Linked DNA regions of Mus musculus: regions 2, 3 and 4 are each linked to region 1. A link is a contact called in public Hi-C, HiChIP or PLAC-seq and promoter capture Hi-C data. All regions are on one chromosome and are shown on one strand. The core of a region is the stretch at or near the end of the contact, and the rest is flanking DNA. Distances in the headings are between cores, read along the strand shown.

What was found. Promoter capture Hi-C pulls out the DNA fragments that hold promoters and counts their contacts. A called contact is a pair of places that touch in the nucleus more often than the background predicts. HiChIP or PLAC-seq counts read pairs in DNA pulled down with a chosen protein or histone mark.
Region 2: a promoter capture Hi-C map of embryonic stem cells shows a contact between it and region 1, with 2.4 times the contacts expected there. The contact joins the enhancer-like site here to the promoter of Trp53rkb in region 1. A contact is called at or near these places in 7 of 39 promoter capture datasets (the 3T3-L1 cell line, embryonic stem cells, hippocampal neurons and 3 more), 3 of 115 datasets of contacts at active chromatin or transcription factors (embryonic forebrain, embryonic stem cells and large pre-B cells) and 1 of 9 other capture datasets (adipose tissue).
Region 3: a Hi-C map of the G1E-ER4 cell line shows a contact between it and region 1, with 2.3 times the contacts expected there. The contact joins the enhancer-like site here to the promoter of Trp53rkb in region 1. A contact is called at or near these places in 7 of 39 promoter capture datasets (the 3T3-L1 cell line, the SN4741 cell line, cranial neural crest and 3 more), 2 of 484 Hi-C or Micro-C datasets (both in the G1E-ER4 cell line), 6 of 115 datasets of contacts at active chromatin or transcription factors (embryonic forebrain, embryonic hindbrain, large pre-B cells and 3 more) and 1 of 9 other capture datasets (liver).
Region 4: a contact with region 1 is called in an H3K4me3 HiChIP or PLAC-seq map of embryonic stem cells, with 7 read pairs. The contact joins the enhancer-like site here to the promoter of Trp53rkb in region 1. A contact is called at or near these places in 4 of 39 promoter capture datasets (the 3T3-L1 cell line, embryonic stem cells, hippocampal neurons and 1 more), 3 of 115 datasets of contacts at active chromatin or transcription factors (bone marrow-derived macrophages and embryonic stem cells) and 1 of 9 other capture datasets (liver).

The regions. Positions count from the first base shown.
Region 1 is chr2:166,789,281-166,796,854 of GRCm38.p6, forward strand. It overlaps Trp53rkb (transformation related protein 53 regulating kinase B), which reads left to right and starts at 4,487. Exons shown (of 2, transcript NM_023815.4): 1 at 4,487-4,788; 2 at 6,102-7,574. The coding sequence starts at 4,533. The coding sequence ends at 6,580.
Region 2 is chr2:165,827,870-165,835,443 of GRCm38.p6, forward strand. Zmynd8 (zinc finger, MYND-type containing 8) reads right to left here. Exons shown (of 23, transcript NM_001363020.1): 9 at 7,021-7,098; 10 at 5,440-5,555; 11 at 339-820. Among named protein-coding and RNA genes, the nearest start is that of Gm11465, 50 kb to the right of the region's middle. Within about 2 kb of position 3,977, at least 49 of the 459 cell types and tissues checked have an H3K27ac peak or open chromatin away from gene starts, as enhancers often do. A contact at or near this core is called in embryonic stem cells, where this site is marked.
Region 3 is chr2:165,909,005-165,916,578 of GRCm38.p6, forward strand. No RefSeq gene overlaps it. Among named protein-coding and RNA genes, the nearest start is that of 1810021M19Rik, 27 kb to the left of the region's middle. Within about 2 kb of position 5,412, at least 122 of the 459 cell types and tissues checked have an H3K27ac peak or open chromatin away from gene starts, as enhancers often do. A contact at or near this core is called in the G1E-ER4 cell line and the SN4741 cell line, where this site is marked.
Region 4 is chr2:166,264,526-166,272,099 of GRCm38.p6, forward strand. No RefSeq gene overlaps it. Among named protein-coding and RNA genes, the nearest start is that of Gm11468, 5.6 kb to the right of the region's middle. Within about 2 kb of position 2,631, at least 6 of the 459 cell types and tissues checked have an H3K27ac peak or open chromatin away from gene starts, as enhancers often do. A contact at or near this core is called in embryonic stem cells, where this site is marked.

The sequences.
Region 1 (7,574 bases), core at 3,237-5,736:
GTGTGTTGGACCTTGTATTTTGTGTTTGTATATATTTCTATGTATTCTTGGGAATATCTATGTTTGTGTTTATGAGTATATGACTGTCTTGTGTATTTGGGTTTTTTTTTTTTTTTTTTTTTTTTTTTTTTGGTTTGTTTTTTTGAGACAGGGCTTCTCTGTATAGCTCTGGCTGTCCTGGAACTCACTCTGTAGACCAGGCTGTCCTCGAACTTAAAATCCACCTGCCTCTACCTCCCAAGTTCTGGGATTAAAGGCGTGCGCCACCACTGCCCGGCTGTCTTGTGTATTTGTGTATGTGTTAATGTGTATGATGAATGTGCTTGTGTGCTTTCTCTGTGTGTTTGTGTTGTTTGTGAGTGTGTGTTTTGAATTTGAATGTTCTATGTTTTCTATGTGTTTGTGAATATTTTTGTGGAGCCTTTGTCTGTTTGTGTGTGTCTGCCTGTATGTATTTTTGTGTCTGTGATTGTATGAATGCTTTTTTGTTTGTGTTTCTGTATATGATGGTGTATATGTGTGTTTGATTTTTGTGTTAGTATATTACTGTATGCCTGTGTTGGTGTCTATGTATTTCTGTGTTTCTGTGCGTGCTTGTGTTTTGTGTTAATTTGTGTTTACATATTTGTGTGTTTGTATGTAGTTTTCATTTGTTGTATTTATGCATGTGTTTGTGTGTTTCTCGTTTGTAAGTTTTGTGATTGTGTGTGTTGTGTTTATGTGTGTGTTGTGATTCTGTGTGACTGTGTATGTTTTTTATTTTATGTGCCAGGGGCCAGGTTGGCAATTCTTATTTTATCTTGATTCTCTCTTGAGGTAGCAGAGCTGGAAGACCATCAGCAGGTGCAAGACTTGGTCTTGTGAGATATTTAAGGTTGGGTTACAGTTTAATAATAAGATGTTTATCTGTCTTAAATCTAAGTCACTTTGCTGCTGTAGCTGACTGCCTGAGTTCCTGAGGCCAGAAACCTTATCCTAGAACAGCAGGGGATTAAGTAAACTGGCCTTTGTTCTATCACTAAGGAACTGCAAGGCTCTATCTTCCCGCTTGCTAGGTGAAGTTGCAGGAAGAGAAGGGGGACACTTTGAAAAGTGATTTTAATCTTTATTTCTAAGTTCTCTCTAAAAAGTTTTCTATAAAAGTTCTCTAAGAAAGTCCTTCTAAAAGGTTCTTCTCTCTAAAAAAATTTTCATTTCTCTAAGGAAAAGGGGATCCTGTCTCTCTTTGTCCTCAGCATTTATCCATTTTTCAGAATACATGATCACATGGTAAAAAGTTCATCACAAGTTTGCACATAAATTCAAATCATAAATTGAATAAGAAGTTTACAACAGAGAAATTTTACATGCATGACCATTAACATTCATCATCTGTCACTAGCTCTGCAGGTTATTTTTTGTGAATTAGTAAGTTACATATGGATAAACCCAGTCAATATATATATATATATATTTTTTTTTTGAGACAGAGTTTCTTTGTGTAGCCCTGGCTGTCCTGGAACTCACTCTGTAGACCAGGCTGACCTCGAACTCAGAAATCCGCCTGCCTCTGTCTCCCAAGTGCTGGGATTAAAGGTGTGTGCCACCATTGCCCGGCTCCAGTCAATATTTTATCTTCTGTCCTTGCACCTATAGTAAATCATTAGTTTCCTTTTTATGACCTTTGGTTAATTGTTTTACAACCTCTTAGAATGTGCTCTGAGTTGTAGATGAGTGTTTGCTATCTCAGAAGCAATTAACTCAAGACTGGTAGAGTTCTCATTGAAGTTTTGATTATCAGAGAGAACTTAATAGCAGTCCTATTGTAAAAGATGTTAATAATCACTGATATAATTTTAGGAATTCTTTCAGGATCATCATTAAGAATTAAGAAGTCATCTATGTGTCTATATAACATCACTACAAGACCGTGCATTGTTGTTCTGCAGAGATCTGCTCAAAAGGGTGAGCTAATGTGTAGTGATTGTTATATAAATTTAATAATAACAGGAAACGCATATTAACAGCAGAAATCTTTCCTAAAGTGTAATCTTCTTGGCTTACCTAGAAAAGCAGATCTGTCATTAACTTTGATAGTCCATGGCAGAACCATCTCAGAAGATCACCTGCTAGTTTTTAGCTTCTCTCTGACATTTATGTGTGTTTGTGTGTATTTGTATTTTGTATTTATGTGTGTTTGTGTGTATTTGTGTGTATTTATGTATCCATAAATGATTTTGTGTGCCTTGTTTATGTATGTTATGTGATTTTTTTTTCCTTTTTTGAGACAGGGTTTTGGTTGGGTTTTTTGTTGTTGTTTGTTAATTTTAATTTTTGTTTTGGGGGGGTTTGAGACAAGTTTTTTTTTCTGTGTAACCGTGACTGTCACGTGTATATATATATGACTGTTTTATGTGCTATTTGCATTTACTTATGTGTTTGTGTATTTATTTGTGCTTGTGTATTTGCATTTGTTTGTGTGTTTGTGTATATATTTCTGTTTGTATGTGTACAAATATTTAGGTACATGTCTTTCTCTGTACTTGTTTGTAATAGTCAGCTTCTGTCACAAAGTTGCTGCATAACAAATAGGCACCACAAAAAGAGGGCCACAAAATCTACCAATGGCCAGCACAGCACCTAATGATGCAGGAGAGTCGCCCCCTGCTGGGCAGCAGACAGCAAGTGCCAGCTCCTGAGAAGGTAAAGCCTGTTGGGGTGAGAGCTGGCAAAGAGGAAGAACTTGAGAAGCATTGGGTTATAAATTAAGATGGCGTTCCATGGGCTTCCATGGAGCTGTGTCTCACATAATTCTCCTGGTTTTAGTATGCCATATGCTGCCGCCGCCGCAGTTGTGAATAGTACAAAATGCCCACCCTGTTCATCACTGTACTAGGACCTTGGCCCAGCTCTCTCATTATACTGAATCCAATACTCAAACATTCTGTCCCAGCTCTGCAGAGAATAGGAGATAGTTTGGTGAGAGAAGGATCTATAAGAGTTGCAGGAGGTCCCTGCAGGGCCATATGGGCTGATGAAGTTTTAGGTCTGAATTCTTAGCACAGTACAGAGTCACTGAAAGGTTTGAACCAGGTTTACAGAGCTAAACTCAGCCTGACTTAGCAAGCCTGGCTCTGGTCAGCACCTTTGCACAGTAGATTTCTAAGGCAAGGGTTCAGATGGGTTTGGTTACCATAGAGACGGCTGTGTGGACACAAACAATTATGATAATGAAGCTACAGACTTGAGCACTGGGGGATGTAAACGGAACGGGTTCTGGGTGTGTTTTGCTGGAGAACACATCCTGCCACACAAAGGGTCTGATGATGAAAAGGAACCTGTCATGAATATGAACGAAACCCAGGGACCACAGAGCCAAGATGCTGGTGCCATAGCAACCCGGGATCCAAGGGCTTCTCTTCTGTTCCAGGAATAAGAAGGGCAGAGTGTGAGTGTTGCAGCTCTAAAGGGAAAGGCTTCCCCTATAGAAGTGTTACAGCTCTGCTGTGGCGGCTGCTGTCTGGGAAGTTTTCCCCAGTCCAAGTTACAGCTGTTCCTCAGCAAAGCTACTCTGAGAGGTATCCTGGCTATCGGGAGTCAAGGAATACCACAAAGTTACACTGCACAACAAACCTCACACAAGAGATTTATTGGGAGGGTGGCTGCCTCTGCTCAAGCCGGAAGCAGCAGCGAACTGAGCAGCAGACAGGGTTTATATGGAGTTTCTTGGGAATGGCGGGAGCTTTCCCGGTAAAGATTTCCAGGGTGAGGATTGCTGGGATTTCAACTCCTGAGCTTGGAACAGCTCAGGAATTGGTGGGTTTCTGGGGCCAATTCAGTGATTGATGCATTTCTGTTCTTGGCCCTGGTTTTAGGCTTGAGGTCTAGTTAAGGTCAAGGTGTTTTTTCTTTGGCCCTTTATCCTACACAGAAGTCATGCGAAGAGGGCCTCTGTCCACCGGCATCTTGTAATCAGGCTCTTGTTAAATTCTGATAAGCCCCAACCCCAGAAGAACCAGGCAGCCTCATTCTGAAGAATAGGAAACCGGAACTCAAAGGGATGGTGTGGGCTGCTGACATCGGTTGGCATCACCAGGTAGAAAGCTTTGCCTAGTCTGTCTGTCCTTCCCTCTTGGATTACATAGTACGTTTCCATCGGTTAATGTGTGAGGATCACAAGTTCAAAGCTAACCTGAGATACACAGTGAGATCCGGTCTTTAAAAAGTAAAGGATTTTTCTATGCTAGTAGAAAGGAGCAGAGTATCCCCAACAGCATCGCCAACGAGTTTCCTGAGAGAGCTAGAGAGAGAGAGAGAGAGAAGCTGTTGACTAAAAGTTGCCGAGCGCACACGGATACAGACAGGAACCAAGTCTACAGGGAAGGGCCAAGTCTACAGGTCCGAGAGGCTCCGCTGAGCGCGGAAAGGTCGCGAGGCGGAACCACACTAGCAGGGTGAAGTGTGTTGTGGGAGCGGTGTTCATGGCGGAAGAGGCCGGAGGATTTCCGAAGCGAGCGGAAGCGGCGCGGTCAGGGTCGGAAGGAGTCGGAGGCATGGCTGGTGTGTCCTCGGAGGCGGAGGCCGAGGCGCTGGCCGCGGCGCGCGAGCGGAGCCGCCTCTTCCTGAGCGGCCTAGAGCTGGTGCAGCAGGGCGCCGAGGCGCGCGTTTTCCGTGGCCGCTTCCAGGGCCGCGCGGCCGTGGTGAAGCACCGCTTCCCGAAGAGTTACCGGCACCCGGAGCTGGAGGCGCGGCTCGGCCGTCGGCGGACGGTGCAGGAGGCGCGCGCGCTGCTCCGCTGCCGCCGTGCGGGTGAGGGGGGCCGGACGGGGCTCCGGGAGACGGGACAGACAGGGCTGCGGGAGACCGGTGGGACGGGAGAGACCGGGCTCCGAGTTCCGGGGGTCCGGACCAAATAACAACGCCCTGGGTAGTTTTAAGCATCTGTCCTGCCAGGCGCGCGTCTGGAGCTAGCTTTCTGAATTCAGATTATACCCTTCTGTGAGTTGCCTTGCCTAAATTTCCCGAGTTCTAATCGGAAGTCATAGTCGAGTTCGCATCTCGGGGATGTTGTGAGTGGCCTATACAAACGTGTATGTTGGCATGACATCCAATAAATGTCAGACTTCATGAAATCGTGTTTTGTTTGTTTGGTTTTGTTTTTTTCCAGACGGGGGTCTCATTGTAGCTGTGGCTTTCGTGAATCTCACTATGTAGACCAGGCAGATCTATAACTCAGAGATCTGATTAGCACAACTCCCATCTATTTTTAACACCCATTTGCTAGCCCCACGGAAAAGTTTTGTCCTCTTGAGAAACTGAGACACAAACGGGGAAAGGGCCAGAAGTTTCACAGCCACCAGGCCGCCTGACTTGGTGGCCCAGAACTGTGGCCTCTGCTTTTACACCTCTGTTCTTTTCTCCTTAGTGGTTGATAGGTGCCAGGAGACTGGGAAACGCAGCAGTGAACAGGCCTGTGCTTTTCTGCCCTAGAGGGGCAATGGAATTATAAAGAAGTGTTCATATATTCTCCTTTACCTTTTGTAAGTTTTACCAGACAGGGGTGGGGGCTACCTTGGTACCCCAGTTTCTAGGAAACTGTTCTGAACCTGGTTGACATTCAGGAGAGACTCCTGGCGTTAACTGGAGGTTTTGTTACCACTTTACAGTTGTGGAGACCGAGGCATAGAGTAGCTAAGGGAACCTTGAGGTTTCACGCCTAATAAGGGATTTGAACCTGCCTGTTCCAGAACACAGATGAGCCTGTAAGGTGACACCCTGCTTAGCCACTTGCCTGGTGACTGTCAGGTAGAAACTGCTCAGACTGCAGGATGCTTTCCTTCTGGCTTCTTGTTTTGTTTGTTTTTAGGGAGCAGCAATGAATTCCAGTCCTCAGGTGGCTTGAGAAAGGAGGAGCAAGCCTTGATACTTCCAGACTTACCCTGGCCTGGTCTCAGGCCGTAGTCCTGCAGGGCTTTAACAGGGCAAGCTCTGGATAAATTGTATCATTTTCCACAGTAGTCTAAACCCTGTTCCAAAGCAGGTTTAGGCTGAGAAACTGTCTGCCTGTGCATGAAGCCGGCCTTCATGAAGATGCGCTCCCTAACCACGTGTGTCCATTGCAGGGATAGCTGCCCCAGTCGTCTTCTTTGTGGACTATGCGTCTAACTGCTTATATATGGAAGAAATCGAAGACTCGGTGACTGTTCGGGATTATATCCAATCCACTATGGAGACTGAAAAGGACCCCCAGTGCCTCTTGGACCTGGCCAGGAGGATGGGGCAGGTTCTGGCCGGAATGCACGACCAAGACCTCATTCACGGGGACCTCACCACCTCCAACATGCTCCTGAGGCGGCCCCTGGCGCAGCTGCACATCGTGCTCATCGACTTTGGGCTGAGCTTTGTCTCAGGACTGCCGGAAGATAAAGGCGTCGACCTCTATGTCCTGGAGAAGGCCTTCCTCAGCACGCACCCCCACACCGAGACCGCGTTTGAAGCCTTTCTGAAGAGTTACGGGGCCTCGTCCAAGAAGTCCAGTCCAGTGCTGAAGAAGTTAGATGAGGTGCGCCTGAGAGGGCGAAAGCGGTCCATGGTCGGGTAGTGGAGCTGTGGTGAACTGGCTCACGGTGAAGGATGATGTAGACGAGGCTGGACCCCTCAGCAAAGCATGGGTTGTTAAGTGGTCTGTGATCGTGCTGGGCCACCACCATCCATGGCTCACTGTTCTCAGGGGCTTCATGTACATGAGGTTTATTCTGGGCAGAACTGGGTAGGTAGCCCAGGCTAGCCTTGAATTTATGGCAACATCCTACCTCAGCTTGCTTGGAAGAGGTTATAAGCCACCATACCTGACTTTGCACTGATTCTGTCAGAAACAAAACAACTATGACTCTATTTGTTTTTATATCTTCTTATATTTATTTTGTGTGTGTGCAAATGTGTCCATGGAGGTCAGAGAAGAACTTTTGAGAGTTAGCTCTCTGGATCTGTGTTGTAGAATCTGCCATATGGATTTCAGGGATTGAGTTCAGGTGATTAGGCTTGGCCATAAAATCCTGTATCCGGCGAGCCATCTCACTGGCTCACAAAACTATTTTTATGTTAATGGGCGGAATGGAGCTAGGACGTGGGGTGGTAGCTGGCGGGGGTTGGGCTAAGTCTGATTGAAGCAGGGTTACAGAGGCTACATTAGTGCCTGGTGTACATGTCCTGCCATTTGCCAGAGCAGCATGCATTGTTAACTGCTGAGCCATCTCTTCAGCTTCCTAAATTTTTGTTTTGTTTTGTTTTTCAAGACAGGGTTTCTCTGTGTAGCTCTGGCTGTCCCAGAAACTCACTCTGTAAGCTCAGGCTGGCCTTAAACTCAGAGCCACCTCCTCTGCCTCCTGAGTGCTGGGATTAAAGGTGTATGTCACTACTGCTTAGCTAAGACATCTTTTAATATTTATTTTTACATGTGTATATGCAGGTGTCTTAAGAGGGCACCAGAACCCCTGTAGCCTACGTTACAATCAGATGTGAGCTGTCCCGTGTAGGTGCTGAGAAACACTCTGGTCCTGTGGAAAGGCAGCACATATGCTTTTTCTGTTTTTTTT
Region 2 (7,574 bases), core at 2,727-5,226, 960 kb before region 1:
CTACAGTGTACTTACATATAATAATAAATAAATCTTTAAAAAAAAAAAAAAAAAAAAAAAAACTAAGCTTTCAACTACACCGTGATGAGAAGAAAAGAGTCAAGGGCACTGCTGCGAACAGCCATGAGGCTCTGACAGTGGCCTCGAGCCCTGCAGGGTTTGTGGCCGGCCATTGCCATCCGCTTCTAAGAATGGCCCCACCTGGCCTTCCTTGGGGACTATCTCCCTCATCTGTGGGATCTGGTGGTGCCTGCCGGCTCGCACCTATGAGGGAGGCATCCAGGGACGCCAGAATGCACCAAGTGGCCTCCTACCCAACTCTCCCAACTGGGGCTGACCTGTGCTCTTATCAAGGAAGTCCATGGACTCCTCGCTTGCGCTGAAGTGGCTGGACGGGGCCTTCTTCTCGGGGTCCTGCTCCACATCGGAGCCCGTGTGCACGGAAGAGTTCGTACTGGTGGGGGAGCGAGGCATGTCGGACAGGGAGATCCTGCGGCCGGCACCCCCGCTCAGAAGGGGCTTGCTCAGAAGGATCTTGGGGGACGCTGTCATGTCAAAATTAAGCTTCACCTTCTCCTGTTTGTCTGTCTTGGCTGTGCCCGCGCTGGGGTTGCTGGGATCCAGCAGCATTTGGTACTGGTTGTTGGGCGTGTAGGGCGTCCTGAACGGGGAGTAATTAAAAACCCCAAACTTCCTCCGTATGTTCTCCACGTAAACTTCCATCTCTTGCATGGCGCTGTTGAAGATACTTTTAGTCTTTTTCACAGAAAAGGGGATTTCTTTAGACATGAGGTAGCAATTATTGACTGGAACCCAGGCTCTAGGATGGCAAAAGAGAGAGAGAGACTCTGAGTCAGCTTCAGCCATTTCCAAGGTAGTTTACTTTTTTTTTTTTAATTTTCTTAATGCAAACCAAATTAGCCTGGCAGGCGCCTGCCAAGATTCTTAAATATGGGGCCTCCTTTTTAAATAATTGACTTGTTTTGAATGGTTAATGAATGATCCACTTCACAGAGGTATTAAGGATAGAACTCGAACTAACAACAAAACTTAGCCAGAGACGTGAAAGGGTTCCGCACACTCAGCCATCTTAATCGCTTAGAAATAAAATGGATGGCTCAGCGGGTGGAGCTGCAGCTGCCAAGCCTGACGACCCGCTCCTGCAAAGCCCGGGTGGGGAGAGCCACCTCCCTCAGGTTGTCCTTTGGCCTCTACACATGCGCGGTGGCACTCCCATGCACACACACGGATGAATAACAAAATGAGTATTAAAAAACCTAAATAAATACATACATACATACATACATAAATAAATACACAAATAAATACGAAAGGTAATCCCATAATCCCTTTGGTTTGCTGCTGTTTCCAGGGAAGGAAAACAGAGTCCTCCACAGACACGTCTAAAGAGGGTCCCGTTTCCTGGATCTTCCTGGGCTGCACACGCAGGTGTACCTTTCAGTTTTACTGGAGACACAAATTTCACTATGTTGTCTAGGTTAGCTTGCAACTCAGGATGCTTCCGTGTCAGCCTCCTCACTGCCTAGCCACACCCGTGTAACACTTGGGAAGAGAACCACCCAGAACGAACACTTGCTGCTAAGTAGCTTTTGGCTGTGGGGTGGACACTCTCCACAGAGCTTGCTACCTCAGGGACCTCCTCCATCAACCGCCAGGACATTTTGCAGAGGACCCAGAAACCAAAAGAAACTTGGTACTTTCCCCCAGGACCTCGGGAAGGTCTGAGAACAGCCCAACCACCACTCCTGCGGAGAACGGACAGCAGAACACCTCGCCAATTGTGCACTCCAGCCTCTACAGCCTCAACCTAGTTTGTAACTTTCCTGTGGAGACCTTTAAGGGTTTCCTGGACCTCCAACAGAAGCCTTCCATAAAGCCATGGGATGTGGTGGGAGCCAGGGGAGAGAAGATTCTTGCTCCGAGAAGAGAACCATCTATGCAGCTATGTCTGAAGTGCCCACTTACAACACTGGATCCAGCCCTGCCCAGCCTTCCTGACCTTTGAAGAGAACAGAGGGATACTTCTACAGCATTTTTTTTTTCTGTTTGTTTTTTTGTTTGTTTGTTTGGTTTTTTGGTTTTTTCAAGACAGGGTTTCTCTGTGTAGCCCTGGCTGTCCTGGAACTCACTTTATAAACCAGGCTGGCCTCAAACTCAGAAATCCACCTGCCTCTGCCTCCCAAGTGCTGGGATTAAAGGTGTGCGCCGCCACCACCCGGCGTCTACAACATTTTACACCATGTCAACAGCTAGCATTGAACCCCTACATCTGAGGAAGAAATGAAGAGGCAAAGCTCGGCACACAGCCTGGCTGCACGTGAGAACCCCCAAGCACGCAGCTGGCCTTGGAGAGCGGTCCCCCTCCCTGTGTGTGCTAGGGATACCTCTCTGCTGGGACCTGAAGACCGTTAGATCCAGTCAGGTGGACCCTACCGAGGTTGAACAGAAACAAAATACCTACAAGAGACAGGGCTCCAGGCTAGGGAAGGGAGAGGTCAGAATCACTAGGGTCCCCAGCCCGGGGACATTTCCTACCTAGGAGAACACCAAGACAGCAAATGCCACAATTGTGAGTCAACACCAGGACCCTCCCCTCAGCCAGGGGCCACAGGCCCAAATTCCTTGTCCCACTCTACACTGGTATGGTTTCAAGGTCATAACTGTCCAGCCACCCCCCAGGTTCCCAAGTCACCTAAGGGGCCTAGACAAGAATAAGCTCTTTGTCCTTAAAAAGAAATGAGAATTTATTCACACAGAAAGCCTGAGGGAGGAGCCCCAGCAGCCTCGGGGCCAGGCTCTTTCCCAGAGGGACCTTGGGCAAGCCATTGTACTCTGGGCCCAGTTTTCTCATCAGTTAGACTGACATTAAAAGCAGGCACTTCACAAAGGGTGACAAAGTGACTGTAACCCCAGGTATTTTCCTTAAGCCTTGCACTCATTCGGCATAAGAGTTCCTATATTTTTAGATCACGGCACATAGATCTAAAACCAAGCGGCAATTCTTTGAAGGGGGAGCCTACAGAGCCTCCCATGACCGCTGCTGGAGGCCCTATGGGTTCAAACTCAGACCGATCACCTTGACCTCCCAGTAGAGGGCTCTGGGCTGTCACTTAGCCTGACCCGCCTCACTTTGGGGCCCCCAATCGAAGAGTCTATTGTCGGGCACTCTCGGGTCCCCATATCACCGTTTTTCCTCACATCTCTGCGAAGGAGGCTGCAGATGAGGCCGCCTGGAGTGACTAAGACTGTCTAGGGACAGGTGTGGTGGCGCACACCCTTGGTCCAGCACAGGGGGTGGGGCAGAGGCAGGCGAATTTCTGAGTGTTTGAGGCCAGGCTGGTCTATATAGGAATTCCACAGATTAGCCAGGGCCACACAGAGAGATCCTGTCCCAAACAACCAAGCAAACAAACATAAGTCTACCATAACCAAGGCTATCACAAACAACAACAACAACAAAAAAAAACCCTGTCTGGGGAGAGATGGGGGCTCACCCAGAACCAAGAATTCTCCTGGGAAGAGTGTGCACCCCAGTTCCTTCAGATGGGGATACCTTAGGCCTCCAAAGTGTTGGCATTAAGGTACTGTTCACACAACCACAGTGGGGCCACCGTGCCTAAAAGCAACCCACCAGATTAGCACAGGAGAGTCTTAACCCATTAAGATGGCGAACACCTCAAATGCTCTTCGAGGAGCCGGCTAAGGCACAGCCAGCCGCCAGCTCCTCCTGCTCTAAAAACAGAAAGCAAATTCTTACTTGCCTCTCCCCAGAGCACCCAGTTCAAACCACTAATTACAGCCCAGGCTCCAGACACAGCCCTTCACTGGGCGCTGCCCATCTAGCCAGGTCCACCAGGGCCTTCATACCAAGCATTTCCTACAGATGGGAGACAGGGAGCCTAGCTTGGACAAGTGTCTGCCTGCGTGCTGAAGCAATGCACCATGGGAGAGAGCCCGAGGGAGCACATTCCTTTAACTGAAGGAATGCTGACATTCGGGATGAATTCTACCAGGACAGGGTGGGGAGAGGGCTTGCCTAGCCTACAGGAAGCCTGGGATCCATCCCCAACAACACACTACCAGGTGTCTAGGTGTACGCCTGGAATTTCTGCACTCAGGATGTGGGCAAAGAAGATCAGGAGTCCAACATAAAACAAGTTGAGACCAGTTGAAGCTACATGAGCCCCTCCCCCCACAGACGGGGGAGTGGTGGTGGGAAAATTAAACTGTGCTGCACCCCGCCAAAGCCAGTATTACCTCAAGAACTCACCTATTCTCCTGACAGGGGGAACCACTGGAATTTCTGTAAGAAACTCAATCTCTCTAATATTGAGATTTTTCATTTCTTTTTTGCTTTGATTCATCAGCCAAGCACGTGACAGAGTGAGCATGCTAATTCAGATGCCGATTATCACAAAAAAAAAATCTATTTTCTGTGCGGCACATGAGTTTAACCCCTACTGCATTCCTACATCTTCTCAAGATGCGGGGGTGGGGCCATACTCCCAAGGAACCTTTGCTTCATTTAATCCCGAGGGAATTTGCATGGTAAGTGGTGTCTCTGACTACCTGGTGTTCACAGGCAGACGGGGCGCCAAGCAAAGGGAGCTACTGGAGCGACTCCATAACTCCACTCAGCCTGTGCAGGAAGGAAAGGGGAGGCTGGGGAGGCTGGGAGGGAGGGTTTGAGTCTGTCAAAACATCATCCCCTCTGTCACTTCCCAGTTTAGATACACAGGAAGGCGGATGAGGAGGGGAGGTACTCCATCTTATGCTAGGAGCTTCGTTTAGTGGCAAACTGGGAAACGACCTCAGGGTCCTGAAAGCATTACTTTTAAAAGCGGTTTGCACAGAGGTGTTCATTTACTCCAGGAAGACAGAAGGGATAAATAAGTCTACATCAAACAGCAGGCCACAGAGCCACGGAACTCCTTCTGAAGCCAGATCCAACCAAGAGAACCAGGGAGGCGAGGTTCTTTCCCAACACGCCTGAAGCTAACCCTCCAAAACACCTGGACGAAGCCCCCCCTCACCAAGCTTGGCAGACAACCAGAAAACATTTTGCAATAACAAGGTCACAGGCTGCTAAGACAATATATAAAAACAATAGCCGTAGTCACTAGTGATAAAAGGTAGAGTTCGGGCTGGTGAGATGGCTCAGTGGTTAAGAGCGCTGACTGCTCTTCCAAAGGTCCTGAGTTCAAATCCCAGCGACCACATGGTGGCTCACCACCACCCGTAATGAAACCTGATGCTCTCTTCTGGAGTGGCTGAAGACAGCTACAGCGTACTTACATATAATAAATAAATAAATAAAGGTAGAGTTCGCTTTTAAGAACAACACAGTACCCCTCCGCCACCTTCACTCTGTGATGGCATTCTCCAAAGTTCCACGCACAGCCTGTTTTAAGCTCCCACCTGTCATGTTGTCCAAAGAAACGGGCGTCAACCTGCCCGTCTTTGTCCCTCAGAGCTTTCGCTGGCCAGAATGGAAATCCTTTCAGTTTTGCCCAGACCAAAGGGTGCGGATTGCTCTAGAAGAACAACAAAAGGCAGGGTTGGCGTTATATTTGGCAGCAAGACACACATTCAAGTCTGAAAGGTAACCTGAACGCAGGGAGGCAGGGAGGGCACAGCCCTGTGCTGATTAATTAGGCTTCCGTCAACCTGGCACAAGCAGAGTCATCTGGGAAGAGGGAACCTCAAGTAAGAAACAGCCTCCGTCGGACAGGCCTGTAGACAGAGCTGGAGGGCGTTTCCTTGATTGACATCTGTTGTGGGCGGGTCCAAGCCGCTGCTGGGCAGGTGGTCCTGGGTGTATTTACAAAGCAAGCTATGCAGGCCCTGAGAAGCAAGGCGGAGTGAGCCGATCTCCTCCAGGTCCTGTCTTAAGTTCCCTGGATAAAGGACTATATAAGCTAGAAGATGAAATTTACCCATGCCTCCCCAAGCTGCTGCAGGCCTGGGTGTTTATCACAGTAATTAGAAAGCAAAATAGGACATGAGCCAGGCAAGCAAGGGGACCCCCGGCAGGCGTGTAGCCTGAACAGCGCCTGCGCGAAGCTGAAAGCTAAAAGAGTGAATAAGGCTTGGGTCCTGGCTGACCCAAAAAGTCCACCTCCTTAGGCACCGCAGAAACAGTCACCACCTACTCTGTGCTAAGTTTGTACAAAATGTGGAGTTACACAAAAGTAAGAAGCTGCAGGAGCCATACTGTGTGCTGGGGCTCCCCCAAGCTTTAGCTCCACTGGTGTTTATCTCCAGAGGCAAGGAGAGGCCTGAGCCATCCTTTACTTAGCCGGTCTTGCCTGTTCGAACCCTCCACGCCACCGCTCTCTCCACCTCACCATGCCCAACTCTGGAGACCAGTGGTTCTCAACCTGTGGGTCTCGGCTCCCCTAAGGTCAATGGAAAATATAATTTTACTCTATGATCCATAACGGCAGCAAAATTACAGTTAGGAGATAGCAGCAAAACGTTTTTACGGCTAAAGGAACTGTACCAAAGGCTCACAGCATTGGGAAGGCTGGAAACCATTGCTTAAAACGTACTGGATTTGGTCAACGCCCAACACTGTCGAAGAAGAGTTTACCACATAGCTTTGCACTTCCATAAACCAACGATCTCTCTGGAGAGACAGACAGTCCCCCAGGGATGTGTATCTAGGGTCTTAAAACAGGAACTAACCAGACTTTATTTCAAATGACACAGCAAGCTGCAGCTGCGGTTCTGACACATCCTATGGTCTGCACCCCAATTGTCACAGTCCCCCTCGACAGTCAACCCAGTTACCAGGACACTTAATTCTGGAACAAAACGGTTCCGCCCAAGAGGCCGCCAAAGCCTGCTCAGTTCCCCTCCGCCCTGACTTTTTCAGAACAACTTCCATTAGAGCTTCCCAGTCTCGTCTCGTAAGTCCCCGGAGAGGGTCATCTCGGTGTAGCCACCAAAGGCACCAGAGTTTCCAAAAGTGAAACCAAAGAACGGGATCCAACTTACACAGGGCTCACAGAACCAGTTGTCTCGTTTTTGGCAAGCTGCAAGATAACATTCTGGACAGACTTCGATTTCATTCATCTGTAAAGAGAAAGATACATTAGAGTGTGGGGTCCCCGGGGCCTCCCATCTGGAAGCCCTACTAAGAGTGTGGGGCTCCCGGGGGTCCCCCATCTGGAAGCCCTACTAAATCCCCGACCCCTTTCCGTGCTTGGACTTTCATTTCAAGATCAGATTTTCTTCTTTTAGTTCTTCTTCTGTTTTTTTGGTTTTTGGTTTTTCAAGACAGGGTTTCTCTGTATAGCTCTGGCTGTCCTAGAACTCACTTTGTAGACCAGGCTGGCCTCGAACTCAGAAATCCACCTGCCTCTGCCTCCCGAGTGCTGGGATTAAAGGCGTGCACCACCACGCCCGGCTAGTTCTTCTTTTGTATTACAGGGCAGGCAGAGAGCGGCAGAATCTTGCCAGGTAGCTCAGGCTGGCCTCAAAGTGACCAAGAGAGTCTCCTGCCTCCGCCTCCCAAGTGCTGAGACCATAGGTTCACAACAGTACACACT
Region 3 (7,574 bases), core at 4,162-6,661, 880 kb before region 1:
TGGGACTTCTAAAATTCTCCTCTGCCCTTCACACATATACATAGAAAAAATATTTAAAACAAACAGTTTTAAAGCTGCAGATCCACAGAAACCAGGCATGGTGGCACACCTGTATGCCAACACTTAAGTGGAGGCAGTAGGTTCAGGAGTTCGAGGCTATCCTCAGCTACTTGGTGAGTTTGAGGCCAGTCTGGATGTGAGACCCTGCCTCAAGATAAAAGAAAAAAGAAAAAGGTCGGGCTGGTGAGATGGCTCAGTGTGTAAGAGCACCCGACTGCTCTTCCGAAGGTCAGGAGTTCAAATCCCAGCAACCACATGGTGGCTCACAACCATCCGTAACGAGATCTGATTCTCTCTTCTGGAGTGTCTGAAGACAGCTACAGTGTACTTTACACGTAATAAAGAAATAAATAAAATTAAAAAAAAAAAAAAAAAGAAAGAAAAAGGTCTCCTCTCAGGGGTTGAGAAGCTAGCTAGGTGGTAGACCATTCTGCCTCAAAAGCATCAGCCCTGGGTTCAGTCCCAAATACGGTTAAGAAAGATTCACTTTAAGACCGTTGCCTTGCCAGGCGTGGTGGCCTATGCCTTTAATCCCAGCATTCAGGAGGCAGAGGCAGGCGAATTTCTGAGTTTGAGGCCAGCCTGGTCTACAGAGTGAGTTCCAGGACAACTAGGGCTACACAGAGAAACCCTGTCTCAAAAAACCCAAAAAACCAAAAAACCAAAAAAAAAAAAAAAACCAAAAAAAAAAAAAAAAAAAAAAGACTGTTGTCTTTTTGTGTCTACCCAGCCAAAGCTATTGTGTCTTAAAGCTGTCTGCCAACTCCAACCAGTTCCCTACCTGGACAGACTGGTTTGATAGCTACCCACTTAAAGTCCTAAGTCTGGTGAGGACAGGTGTTTACAGTCTGGTTCACAGCTGGGGTGACACTGGCTATGCCAGCAGATGTTTCTGCTTGAATAACAGGTTTTTCTGGTGACAATTCTGGGCAGTCTAAAGCTGAGCTGGCCTCTCCCTGCTCCCCTCTCTCTTTAAATAGCAATTTCACTTTTATTTCATTAGGATGAGTCTACTGCCAGATATAGTAAAAAGAGCATATGGGTGGATTTCTTTTGTACTCATATTAAACACAAATCACTCACTGCAGGCGTGTGTGTGTGTGTGTGTGTGTGTGTGTGTATGCCCACCTGTACCTGGGAGGAGGGATCAAGAGATGAATTCCATACTTGATACATCGTGACTAGGCGGTCAGTCTGGGTTCCATGAGACCTGTTTGAGAAATTCACAATAAACAAGCTGGGTGGTGGTGGCAAAGGCCTTTAGTCTCAGCACTTAGGAGGCAGAGGCATGTGGATCTCTGAGTTCCAGGCCACCTTAGTCTACAGAATATACTCTGGGACAGCTAGGGGTACACAGAGAAACCACTGCAGGAGGCTTTTGGTTATTATTATTTTTTTTTAAGATTTATTTATTATTATATGTAAGTACACTGTAGCTGTCTTCAGACACTCCAGAAGAGGGAGTCAGATCTTGTTACGGATGGTTGTGAGCCACCATGTGGTTGCTGGGATTTGAACTCTGGACCTTCAGAAGAGCAGTCGGGTGCTCTTACCCACTGAGCCATCTCACCAGCCCCCTATTATTATTATTATTATTACTATTGACCTGACACAGTAGCTCAGCTCTTGTAGAGGACTGGAGACTGGCTCTCCGCAACCACTTTGAGAGATTTATAAGAGCCTGTAACTTCGGTTCCCTGTGTGTGTGTGTGTGTGTGTGTGTGTGTGTGTGTGTGTGTGTGAGAGAGAGAGAGAGAGAGAGAGAGAGAGAGAGATCTGGTGCCTTCCTCTGGCCCCTTTGAGCAATGCATTCATAGGAACATGGCTTTCCGTGTATAGGGCAGGGCCTCCTGAATGAGTTCTTGGGCCAGAGACTTCTTCCATGACCTATGTTATAGTAACTTTTATTCTCCTGAGGTAATTGATGTCTCAGAGGGTTTACTGCCTCAGCTTGCTAACCTAGGCCTAGTCCTGGAAGCTGCTGGCCTCCATACAATCTAATCCAGGCCTAGAATGCTTTCAGCCTCTGAGACTTGCTGCTGAGTAAGCGCACCCTTTCTAGTTCTTTCTGAGCTCTGGCTGACTGGTTCAACTCAGCTGTTCTGGCTCAAACTCCTCTTCAAGATGACTGTTTCAATCTGGGTTCTCTCTCAGCCTCTCCTGAATGGTTCTGTTGGCCCATTCTGTTGTCACCTGTGTCTAGCTTGTCTCCTCTCTATATAACTGTCCTAGTAAAACTGCCTCTTTTTTTTTTCTTTCTCTGCCTGCTCTCTCTTCAGTAGCCTCTCTTTCCTCTCTTCTCATCAGAGTTGGGCAGATCCTATCCTACCACCTTGTCTGGCTCTCAATAAGATATCACTTTCAAACACGGGTGCTTCCTTCTACAAACTAACGCTACCTTCATTGTTTGGGGTTAAAGGCACGTGCTAAGGACTGAGCCACACCACAAGTAAGTAGAAACAGGTATTTTCAGTAAGTAACACAATCCTGAGGTTCACAGTATGATCAGATATCCTGCAACAGACCTGCCTCAAAGTCAGACGCCGAGGAGAGGACAGAACCCACCAGCTCTTCTGTACTTCTCCCAATGTCCTTCAAGTCATGAGGCTCAGTATTGGATTGGAGAGTTGGCTCAGCATTGCCAGACATGGTAGCCCATGCCTTTAATCCCAGCACTCAGGAGGTAAAGGCAGACAGGCAGGTGGATCTCTAAGCTACACAGAGAAACCCTGTCTTGGGGGGAGGGGGGGAGCACTGTTCTTGCAGAGGACCTGGGTTCAGATCCCAGCACCTACCTGAGCACCTGAGGCTCACAGCCATCCATAACTCATGTTTCAGGGTATACTACACCCTCTGCTGACCTCCACAAGTACTAGGAAATCATGTGATGCCCTGACATACATGCAGACAAAACACACCCAAAGAGAAAGAAAGAGAGAGAGAGAGAAAGAGAGAGAGAGAGAAAACGAATGAACGAACGAGCCGGGCAGTAGTGGTGCACGCCTTTAATCCCAGCACTTGGGAGGCAGAGGCAGGCGGATTTCTGAGTTCGAGGCCAGCCTGGTCTATAGAGTGAGTTCCAGGACAGCCAGGGCTATATAGAGAAACCCTGTCTCGAAAAACCAAAGAAAGAAAGAAAGAAAGAAAGAAAGAAAGAAAGAAAGAAAGAAAGAAAGAAAGAAAGAAAGGAAAGAAAGAAAGAAAGGAAAGGAAGAAAGGAAAGGAAGAAAGGAAAGGAAGAAAGGAAAGGAAGAAAGGAAAGGAAAGAAAGGAAAGAAAGGAAAGAAAGGAAAGAAAGGAAAGAAAGGAAAGAAAGGAAAGAAAGGAAAGAAAGGAAAGAAAGGAAAGGAAGAAAGGAAAGGAAGAAAGGAAAGGAAGAAAGGAAAGGAAGAAAGGAAAGGAAGAAAGGAAAGGAAGAAAGGAAAGAAAGAAAGAAAGAAAGAGAAAAAGAAAGAGAAAAAGAAAAAGGAAAAGAAAAAGAAAAAGAGAGAAAGGAAGAAAGAAACGAAATGAAATGGCTCTTTAAGCTCACTTGCCTCATTGTGGGGAGTCACTTTTAGGGGCCCCTGCAGTGGAACCGCTGCACCCCACTCTAGGCAGATTCACACTCCTGTCTGAGTCAAGTAAAAGGCTTGTTGCACCTTCCTGAGAAAAAGGGTGCCCCAGCCTTTCCCTCAGGTTTCTCAGTCAAAAGAAGGGCAGTCTTGAAACATGAGATGCAGAAGGCTAAGAGAGGAGTGGGGCCAGGTCAGAGGTCGGTCCAGCTGACATAACACAGGTTCTAGACCAGCCTGGGCTACATAGCAAAACCCTGCCCCACCAAAACAAAACAAAACAAACAAGCAAACAAAAACAAACAAACGAAAAGGTACGAAGAGATGGAGTGGTCAGTATGAGGCTTGCTGTGCAAGCATGAGGCTCCGCATTGGGAGTCTTAGGTTCCGTGAGAGACTCTTAAAACACAAGAGGTCAGGCCAGGGCAATGGCTTAGTGGGTGAGGCTGGGCAAGGCTGATGATCTGAGGTCAGAATCGCAGTTAAATGCAGTAGTACATGTGTCTGTAATCTCAGTGTCTCTACAGAGGTTGCCCTGCAAACTTGCCCACTGGCTGTGACTGTGTCTTAGCTGACCTTGCTCCCAGTGGCTGGTAAGAACTGGCTCTGAGGGCCGTCCTGTGACCTCCACGTGCACACCCGTAGCATGCGCATGTCCCCATCCCTGTACATAAACACACTAAACAAATAAAAGGGGGATGTGAGCAATTCAGGAAGACGCTGGATGCTGACCTCTGACCTCCACGTGTGTGTGCACACACATCAAGTATATACACACATAAAACAAAGGACACTAAGACCAAGGCAGGACTGGTGGCCCAGGCCTGTAAACTCATCTACTGTGAGAAGAAAGCCCAAACATCTGGGCTGCATGGTCATTGGGTGAAGTCATTTGCCTCCACATCTGACGACCTGAATGCTATACCGGAGACCTACATGGTGGAAAGAGAGGAGAGCCAACTCCAGCAAATTGTCCTCTGACACTAGCTATGGGACACGACACATGTACACACACAAACACTAGATAGATAGATAGATAGATAGATAGATAGATAGATAGATAGATAGATAGATAGATAGATAGATAGATAGATAAATGTAAAAAATAAAAAAGCCAAGTGTGGTAGCGTATATCTTTAACCCCAGCACCCAGGAGGCAGAGAGAGGCAGATAGAACTCTGTGAGTTCAAGGCCAATCTGTTCTATATAGTAAGTATTCTATATAGAACTTACCAGGTCAGCCAGGACTATGTAGAGAGGCCCTGTCTCAAAAAAAAGAGTGGGTGGGTGGGGAGTGGGGGGCTGGGGTGGGGCTGGGCTGGATTCGGCTGTAGAACACTTGCCTAGCACGGGCTAAGTCTTGGCTTTGATGCATGGTGTGTCTGGATGCCTAGGGTATAGTTGAAAGTTTCTTTCCAGCAAGCTCTGCTGGGACTTAGCTGAGTGCCACTGCTCCAAGTTAATTACTGTAGCAATCAAAAGCCCCTGATATGATCAGCCCTTGCTTCCTGCAAGTTTCTGCTTGATTACATACTCAACAACAATCCAGTGATCCAATGGAGTTGTTACTTATATCACTTACTACTAATAATGGATAACACAGGTTCCGAGGGCTGAGTGAATCATATAGGCAAAGTAGCCAGAATTTAGGTTTCATCGTTGATCTTCTATAAGTAAAAGGGAGCCTGTGCAATGTATTTCCTTCTGGGCCCCAAATGTTGAAAGTATCCAGCCAGGATCAACCAACTCGCCTCAGACCAGAAAGCAGGGACTACGGACCCATGGCACCCCCTGGTGGCCGATCAGCGTTCTGCTCCTGACAGGTCTGGCTGGGTCTTGCCTGAGTCATGCCCATTCTTGTGTCTCATTGAGAACATGGAAAATATTATTCAGCCCATTCCATCCTCGGACAGAACGCAGGGTGTTGAAAGGAGGCGGGAACCACAGAGCTGTGGAATGCAGAGGAAGGGTGTGGACAGGCCTTGGGGACTTCAGGGTCGAGGACGAGAAAGGCTAGGCTGACCGGGCTCTCACTTTCGACCTTCCTTAGGAGTTTGCTGGGGAAGTCTGGCCCAAAGCTCTCCAGGTGTTCTGACAGGTTTAGAAGTCTCCTAAACGCTGTTGCTGCTTTGAAAGCTGGGCCTTCTTAACCAGTTCATTGTGCAAATGTTCTTTGTGAGCCTAAGGTATGCTGGGTGCTAGACCCGCTCCTGGGTACATAGAAATAAACAAAACAGACTCCCCACTTTGGACCCCCTGGCTTCCTGCCTCTCACATTATCCCTTATGAACATACTCCTGCCGTGATGCCATTTGCCACCAGGCTCCAGAAATGGAACCGATGTCCATCCGCCTGATCTTGGATTTTTGGCTCGGAAGATGGTGAGATAAAAACTTTCCCTACACATTTAAAAGGAGAAGAAAACCTGGGCCAGGCTGTGGTGGTGCATGCATGCCTTTAATCCCAGCACTTGGGAGGCAGGTGGATCTCTATGAGTTCAAGGTCAGCCTGGTCTACAGAGTAAGTTCCAGAACAGCCAGGGCTACATAAGGAACCCCTGTCTCAAACAAAACAAAACAAAACAAAAACAAAAACAAAAAACCAAAAACACAAGGAGAAGAAAATTCACCAGTCACGCTACTTAACACCTGTGATCCCAACACTCAGGAGACTAAGACAGAAGGACTTCAGAGTCTAAGGCTAGCCTGGGCTACATAGCAAGTCCCTGTCTAAAAAGACCAGTAAGAGAGAAGTGGGGGGAGCCGGGTGTGGTGATGCACGTTTTTAATCCCAGCACTCGGGAGGCAGAGGCAGGAAGATTTCTGAGTTCGAGACCAGCCTGGTCTACAGAGTGAGTTCCAGGACAGCCAGGGCTACACAGAGAAACCCTGTTTTGAAAAACCAAAACAGAGAGAGAGAGAGAGAGAGAGAGAGAAGTGGGGGAGAGGAGGAAAGCAAATCTTTTGGGGCTGGAGGTCCATGTCTCTCCTGTGGGAAGACTCTGAGTAGGCTCTTTTTAAAAAAATTATTATTTATAATGTATGTGAATGTTTTGCCTATGTGTGTGCTTACCATGTACTACATATGTGCCTGGTGCCCAAGGAAGTGAGAAAGGGGCTCTGAATCTCATAGCAGGAGAATTATGGATAGCCGTGAGCCACCATTTGCCTGCTGGGAATTGAACCCTACCTATGCAAGAACAAGAACGTTTAACTGCTGAGCCAGTTCTTTTTTTTTTTTTTTTTTTTTTTTTAAAGATTTATTTATTTATTATATGTAAGTACACTGTAGTTGTCTTCAGATACACCAGAAGAGGGCACCAGATCTCATTATGGGTGGTTGTGAGCCACCATGTGGTTGCTGGGATTTGAACTTCGGACCTTCGGAAGAGCAGTCGGGTGCCCTTACCCACTGAGCCATCTCACCAGCCCTGCTAAGCCAGTTCTTGATGGTGAAGTGGGATCAAGTTTTTCAGATTCGGGAAGCAATTGTCCTATTGTCAATTGAAAAGATTTTACTACATCAGGTGAGACAATTCAATGTTTGAAAGTGCCTGCTGCCAAGTCTGAGGCTCTGAGTTCAATCCCTGGGACCTACTGATAGAAGGAGAGACCCAACTACCACGGTTTGTCTTTCTTTTTTTTTTTTTTTTTTTTTTTTTTTTTTTTAAAGATTTATTTATTTATTATATGTAAGTACACTGTAGCTGTCCTCAGACACTCCAGAAGAAGGCGCCAGATCTTGTTACGGATGGTTGTGAGCCACCATATGGTTGCTGGGAATTGAACTCATGACCTTCAGAAGAGCAGTCAGTGTTCTTAACCGCTGAGCCATCTCTCCAGCCCCACGGTTTGTCTTTCTACCTAAACATACACACACACACACACACACACACACACACACACACACACACACAATTGAAAAAAATTTTTATGGGCTGGAGAGATGGCTTATCAGTTA
Region 4 (7,574 bases), core at 1,381-3,880, 530 kb before region 1:
GCAGGTCAGTGAATCTGTCATGAAGGCCAAAGAACCAGCATCCAATGACAGCAGACAGTGGTGACAGCTACACCCATGTTCAGAAAAGGGGATACACACACACACACACACACACACACACACACACACACTACCTTCTTCCAACTTCCTTCCATCTAGGCTACCAGACCATTGGATGGCATGGCACACGTTCAGGGTGGATCTTTCTACCCTAGTCACTGTTGCACACGACAGTTCTCTCTCAGACACACAGAGGTGTGTGGCGCTCAACCAGTCCAGGACATTTCTTCATCCCGTCAAGGCGACGATTAAGACCATCCATCACCCAGGGCTCTAATAACATGTCATCTCACCGGCCCATGACCTTAACGTTCCTGCTGTTGAGAAGTAGGTCAGTGTGTTCTTAGCTCCGTGCAGGTGTGTGACTCACTGGAAACCACAGAGGTGACAATGACATCACCGTACTGTCTGAGGACAGATCAGAAAAGGCTATTGATTCATCCTTGGAGACTGGCTTTGGGAGCCCGAGCTGGCATGTCAGAGGCCCCAGTCCCCAAGCCCTCATGGAGTAAGGAGGCCAACCCAGGCCATAGGAAGAAACCCCATGTGGTTGTCCTGGCAACAGCCTGAGCTGAGGTTCCAGCTGGCTGCTACCTGCGGGTGCAGATTGAACAAAGATGCGTCCAGGTGAGGACTAAGAGGTACCAGGCACTGAGGTGCAGATGAACCACCTCATTACACTCCATTTGACTTCTTAACCACAGCGCTCCGGGAACAGCGAGCCCCTTTGAGCATTTTTGCTTTGTAACTCTTTGTTCTATGCTTAGCAGGAAGCACATTGGATCTGTTACCCAGCAGCTCATAGCTGGGCTAACAGAGGTCTTCTTCCCCATTGCTTCCAGGCAGGAAAGTCCCTGAGCCAGGCTGGGCTGTGTTCCACCCCAGGGCACTCATTAGCCGTGCTGATCTGGCCCTGAAAGCTGCTGCATGCATTTGAGAGCTCGAGAGGAACCTTCAGGTTACATTGCTGTGACAAAACCCCACGACCAAAGCAACCTCGGGAAGAAAGGGCTTATTTCACTCACAGTTCCATGTAAGAGATCATCAACAAAGCAATGAGGGCAGAAATTCAAGCAGGGCAGGAACCTGGAGGCAGAAGGCGATGCAGAAGCCATGGAGGGGTGCTGCTTACTGGCTTGCTCCTCGTGGCTTGCTCAGCCTGCTTTCTTATTGAACCCAAGACTACCAACCCAGGAATGGTACTATCCGCAATGGACTGGCCCTTCCCTATCAATCACTAAGAGGACACCCTACAGCCAGATCCTATGGAGTCATTTTCCTAATAGAATCTCCCTCCTGTAAGGTGACTCTAGCTTGTGTCAAATTGACATAAAAACTAACCAGGACAAGAGACTAGAATGACAGACAGACAGACATAAGGGCCTGAAGGAGAGTGGGCAGAAGAGCAACTGCCCCTGTGACACTGTCCTGTGACAAAACCCACACTTTTATGAGGAATGAAAGCACCTTCACCACACCACTCAGAGTCCACATATACAGTGGACTCTGGGAGCTCACTGCCTTGCATGGCCGTCACAACTCTCTCCCGTGACCCCACCATTCTGACTGCAGGTCCCCGGAGCTCATCAGTGGAGGGATTGAAACACAGCAAAAAGGTAGAGGCTCCAGATGACCCCAGAAGGAGTATAAGGTCAGAGGGCTCAAAATATGGTCCAGAGCCCAGTACACCAGGTGATAGCCAGTCCCAGGGGGCATAATCACCATCAGGACAACTGTGACACCTGTGGCCTTTGTGCTCATCTGGTCAGTCCTTGTCTCTGTGTGTGAGGAGACCCCTACAGGCCTGGCTTTCAGCAGCTGTGTAGGCAGATCAGCTCCTATCAGGCACAGGGGTCCTCAAGGGACCCATTACCCTCCCTAGAGCTGGGATACAAGTCCCCACACTCCAGTTTCAAGAGGATAGATCTAGGGCAGTTTAGCAGATCTGACAATGTAGGACAACTCCCTGTTCCTCTCAGCAATAACAATACTTTCCAGATACGCCAATGCCCAATGACAACCCGTAAGAGGCATGTCTTCTCTGGCTGATGCATAGCACAGCCCCTGCTGGTTCCTTGCCAGGCGAGAAAGCCCTGAGCTCATAGCATTGGCCCTAAGGCCTCGGCTGGTTAAGTCACTTCCAAGCCTCACAGGCGTTGGGATGACACGGGGCTTTGCTCTTAATCTGCTCGCTGGGCACACAGGCATGATCCCCGTTCCGTCATTTGCTATGGTTGCCTTTGGTAATTACTTTCAGTTTGGTGCAAAGGAAACAGGCATAGGAAGACACAGGGTGGGCAGAACCAGTTTCTTGGTCAAGCATTCCTGATCAGGGGCTGGGGTGCGGGGACTAAGAGGCTGGGCCTCTGTGTTTCCAGATTCCACTGGGGAGATTCTATGATCCAATAAGTCTAACAGTTGCTGGGACCTGCCATGGGGTAGGCCATGTCCCAGGACAGTGACCTTGTTGTTGTTGTCTTTCATTTGTGGAAACAAAGTCCGGTGATGGCTCCTCAGGGTGTGGTTGTCTGTCTCAACAGCTCAGGGCTGTGTGTGGGATGTAGAGACAGTGCCGGTCTGGGTGAGATTCTAGAGGTGTGGTCAAGCCTGATTTTACAGTGAGAGAGGAGCCCAGCAGGTGAAGGAGCCTGGGAAAGAAAGACAAGGCAGGGGGCAGCCCAAGTCCATGAGGCAAAGGTGTTGCAGGTTCAGGAAGCAGGAGACGGTCAACGTGCTTAATGGAGCATTCTGGATAGAGCTGGTGACAGGAGAAGGTGGTGTGTGTGTGTGTGTGTGTGTGTGTGTGTGTGTGTGTGTGTGTGCGTGTGCGCGCATGCATATGGCTAATAACACGGACCATAAGGATTTGGAAATGTCTTCAGAAACTGAGGCTTCAGCGAGCAAGGAAAGGATGTGGCATGGCTGTTCTTTGGGGACACCACTCTATCCATGAAATGAAGGGTGACCCAGAAGGTAGGGAGTCCAGTACAAGCCTTGACCCTGGAGTGGGACAGCAGAGGAGGAAGCACTGATCCAGTGTCCAGTAGCATTTCAGAGAGGAAGGGATGGAGACCTGTCTGGGAGTCCAGTATCGAGTTACATGGATGCAGCCACTAGGTACTGCATGGGAACCCCAAAGGTTCCCTTAGAAGTGACCTCATTGGGCTGAGCTCAGTTGCTTAGGGGTGCTCACATGACCTTACAACACTGAAGCCTGGAAAAGTGGCATCTGCAAGCTAATGTCCTAAGATCACAGGAGGCTGAGCTCCCGAGACAGATGTGACTTGCTGTGGCCCTTACACTTAGGACTGAAAGAAGGACAAGAAGGGTGAAGGAGGCTAGGCTAGGAGTATCAGCAAGGGGGGCAGCAGGAGACTGGGCAACTGGAAACTAAGGGGAGTGGAGGAAGTTAGAAAGCTTGGAAGGTTCTGCAGGGTTCAAAGAAGGGCTGAGGTCACCCTTGGGGGTGGTGGTCACATATACACCGTTTAAGAAGGCCACTCACTTTCTATGCAACGGAAACTCGTAAGTCACTTAAAGCTCTTTGGAGAAAATGCACTTGACAGGAGCTCTGTGTCGCCAGCTTCAGACCGAACACTGAGCTCAGGTTAAATAGAAGCACAGCACATCTTACTCATGGGCTGCAGAGAAATAAGCCATGTAGCTCCCAGACACTAAAACCCCAGGGAAAAGGAAGCCAGCTCTGCGTAAGCTTTCCACGGCTGTAGCAGATCACCACAGGCTGGCTGATGTAAATAGTAGAAATCTATTTCTTCAGGGTCCGGAGGGGGAAGTCAAGATCATACTGAGTTGGTTTCTTTCAAGTCTTTCATCTTGGGTTTGGAGGGCCCCGTGTTTTTATTTGCAGCCATCTGGCTGGGGTTTCTTTTCTATACCCAGATTGAAATTTCCAATATAGGCAAACAGCAGCTTCCAGACTCCTGGGCACCAAGGGCCCAATGACTGGATTAAGATGGGCGGTGTGTGTGTGGGGGGTAGGGGGGAGGTTATGGCTGGGATCCTGAGAACTAAAAGCTTGTGAGTTCAAGTTGTAGAGGCCAGAACCTCAGCTGCAGGCTTTCTACTCTGGGTCTAGATGTCAGAGGCCGATGATCCAGGACTCATGACAGTGACTACTGGCCAGTGTTGTGCTCAAGCCCTGGGTGCTGGGGACCTTAGTGAGTGTTACAACTTTCAGTCCCTGGGTGCTAGGAGCCCTCAGTTCTCTGAACTCTTCTAGCTACCGTTTCTGCAGCCATCTTGTCTTCCACCGTTTCGGCTGTTTCCCCGTTTTGTTTCTTCTCTAACATCCACTGTTGTCCGTTATCTCCACTACCTCTCCCCCAGGTGCCTTTGGAGCCCTCTACTACCTTCTTGTCACGGTAGATGCTGGACCTCATCACTGCCATGGCTGCCTCTTCTGTTGTAGCTGCCACTGCTAACCCATTCTTGTTACCAGCACAACCCAGTCTACCATGATGATCACGGGTAGGCAAAAGACCACCCAAGAGCCTTGTTGTGGCCCTAAAGTTGCAACCCAGGAAGGTTGCATAGAAGAGGATTTCCTGGCCAGCCTGAAAGACAAGCTGACCGTGTGTGTGTGTGTGTGTGTGTGTGTGTGTGTGTGTGTGTGTGTGTGTGTGTATGTGCGCGTAATGTGGTCATTTTGAGTATCACCAGTTACAGCTTAACTTCTAGAATTCTGGTCAGTTTTGACATTCAACTTGACACAACCTGGAATCACTTGGGAAGAGAGTATTTTCATAAATAAAAAAAAATTAACGTTAGGTTTATGCATTTTGTTATGTGATGTGAGTGTTTTACCTGAATGGATTTGGTTTTGGGGTTGTTTGTTTGTTTTGTGTAACGTGTGTGCGTAGGGCCTACCAAGGTCAGAAGAGAGCATGAGATCTGCTGGAACTGGAGTCACAGATGGCGAGCCACCATGTGGCTGCTGAGGATGGAACCAGAGTCCTTTGCAAGAACTATAGGGACTCTTCATCTCTCAGCCATCTCTCCAGCCCTAGAGGAGGAGAGACTTCTGAGGAATTACCCACGTCAGGTTGGCCTGTGGGGAACTGTCTTTATTGTTAATTGGGGTGGGAGGAGTGTGGATGGTACCACTTCCTGGGTTGGCCCTGACTATATGAAAGTGAATAGAGCTAGCTCAGGACCGAGCACAGGCAAGCTCTGCTCCTGACCATGGAAGTGGCCCTATATGTCCCTGCCTTTGCTCCCCTCCGATGAAGGACTATGCCCTGGGATTGTAACCAAATTAACCCTTTGTCTGCTATGTTGCTTTTTGGTCAGAGCGCTTTACCCCCATGACAGGAATATAACTAGAGCCAAACCCTCCTCTCTGTCGAGGCTTTTACTCAGTCGCTGGGGGAAGGAAGGGTCTTGCTTTCCAAGACGACTGTACACAGACTCGGTACACACACAGCAACCAGGGAAGTCACTCCTGAAACAGTTGCACGTTAACTCTGCTAAGTTCCCCTGAACTCGCCTGGTGGAGGGTGAATTTTCCCTGTGCTGGTGCAGGCTAATGGGAACTGAAGGGCTCTAGCAGGCCCCAGCACGGGCCAACATGGCGCCAAGTTTGTTTGCTTGCTAAAAACCACTAAGTTGCATCCCTAAAGCTACCCATTTCCTTATTTGGTCACTTTCTCTTCCCCAGGTTGACTTGGTCTTGGTGTGTCCCATGCAGACTCCGGTCCTTTCAGGAACAAAGCCTCCTGTGACCACAGTCATGTCTTCAATGGTTCTTGGGCTCTGTCATGCTTTTCTTTTTAGACAGTTCTTCACCAAAGATGGCTAGGCCCACAGGAGGAGCCTGTCTGATGGCCAATCCTGATAGCATCATTCAGTGACAGAAAAATACCAAAGGGTTCAGAAAAATAAACTTAGCAAGTGCTTGCCTGTCATGCTTAGCAGCATTAATTGTGTTTGATCCTGTATTTTAAAAGGTCTTAAGGATTTCCCAGAATTCCTGGGAGAGTGAGGTTCCCCGACCCCTTTCACCTCTCATGGCCTTTCTCAGCCTACATCTGTGCCCCAATACTTTATTAGAAAGATGCTGTCCATACAGGACCAGAGTCCACTCTAATAATGTCACTGAACTTTGAAAAAGAAGGTGACCCTGTCTCCAAATACAGTCATAATCAGGAGAACTCAAGAGTCAGGGCTCTGAAGTCTAACTCATAACATCTCTTTTTTTGTTGTTTTGATTAAAAATAAGTGTTTTCTTAAAATCATAATCTTATTAGTAAAAATAAAGCTTTCTTTTTCTTTGGCAGAATCTCACATTTCCCAGACTCCTTTGAACTTGCTATGTGGTTGGATGGCCGTGAACTTCTGATCCTGCTGCATCCCCCTTCTTCACTCTGGGATTACAAGCACGCCGCAGCCCTGGGCTGCCGCCACACTGGGTCTTTTATGATCCTAAGGAATCAAGCCTGGGGCTCTGTGTTTGGCAGCCCAGTGCTCTATCAATAAAGATACATCTCCATCCCTCCTTTTTGCTGCTGTTGCTTTATTTTTATTTTTATTTTTAACTATCAGTGAGTGTTGTGTGTAGTTGTATGCATGTGCACACGGATGCCTGCCTAGACCAGAGGAGACTGTTGCATCCATTGGAGATAGTGGTACGCGGAGTGGAGACCTGAAAGACACGGGTACTGGGAACCAAACTGTGGTCCCCTGAAAGTGTGAGCATCAGGCACTCTTCAGCCGCCTTTCCAGCCTCCCGTCTGTTTTTGTTTTGTTGTGGAGACAGGGTCTTTCACCCAGCACTCCACATGCTGTGCTGGAATATCACAAATGAGCCCTCACGCCTGGCATTTTTCTTTTTTTTTTTCAACAAAATCTTAGTTCACACCAAGATCTGTCATCTCCTGGCTCTGAATCCTAGAGCCCTCAATCAAGCTGCCAGGCAAAATTTTCTTAGGACATCTTGTCCTCAGACTCAAGGAACAACAGTAGACGGAACAAAGACAGTTACCAGCCCAATGCCAACTTCGAAGGGACAAACCCCCTGCCGGCCTCTATCACTGAGATGGCTCTGGCTAAGGACTTGGCTTCTTTCAGCCTTGTCAGGGATGCCCCATAGGGCTCGCAGACCCTCCCTAGACTGCATTTTCCTCACGTGTAATTGGAAATCAGGCCACTCCTGTTCCAGTGACTCAGCATGAAAGAAGCCATCAATTTCCCATCTAAAAGGAACGGCAAAATGCAGAAAAAGACAATTCAGAGTGGCGGGGGCTGGGGGGGGCAGGGTGAGTGGCAAGCACATTTTGCAAACTTAAAGAGCATTTTGGAATGAAATCATCCTTAGAAAGCTGGAAGCTAGGGGAGAGAAATCTGCCAAATCGGTTATAAAAAAAAAACAACCAAACCCATTATGTATATCTTGATATTCTTTGGGGATATTTTATCAAAGGATCTGTTCTGAGGGATGTTATTTTGGGGCTCTATCTGATACCAGCTGACATGCTTCTATTTAGCATTTCACTGAC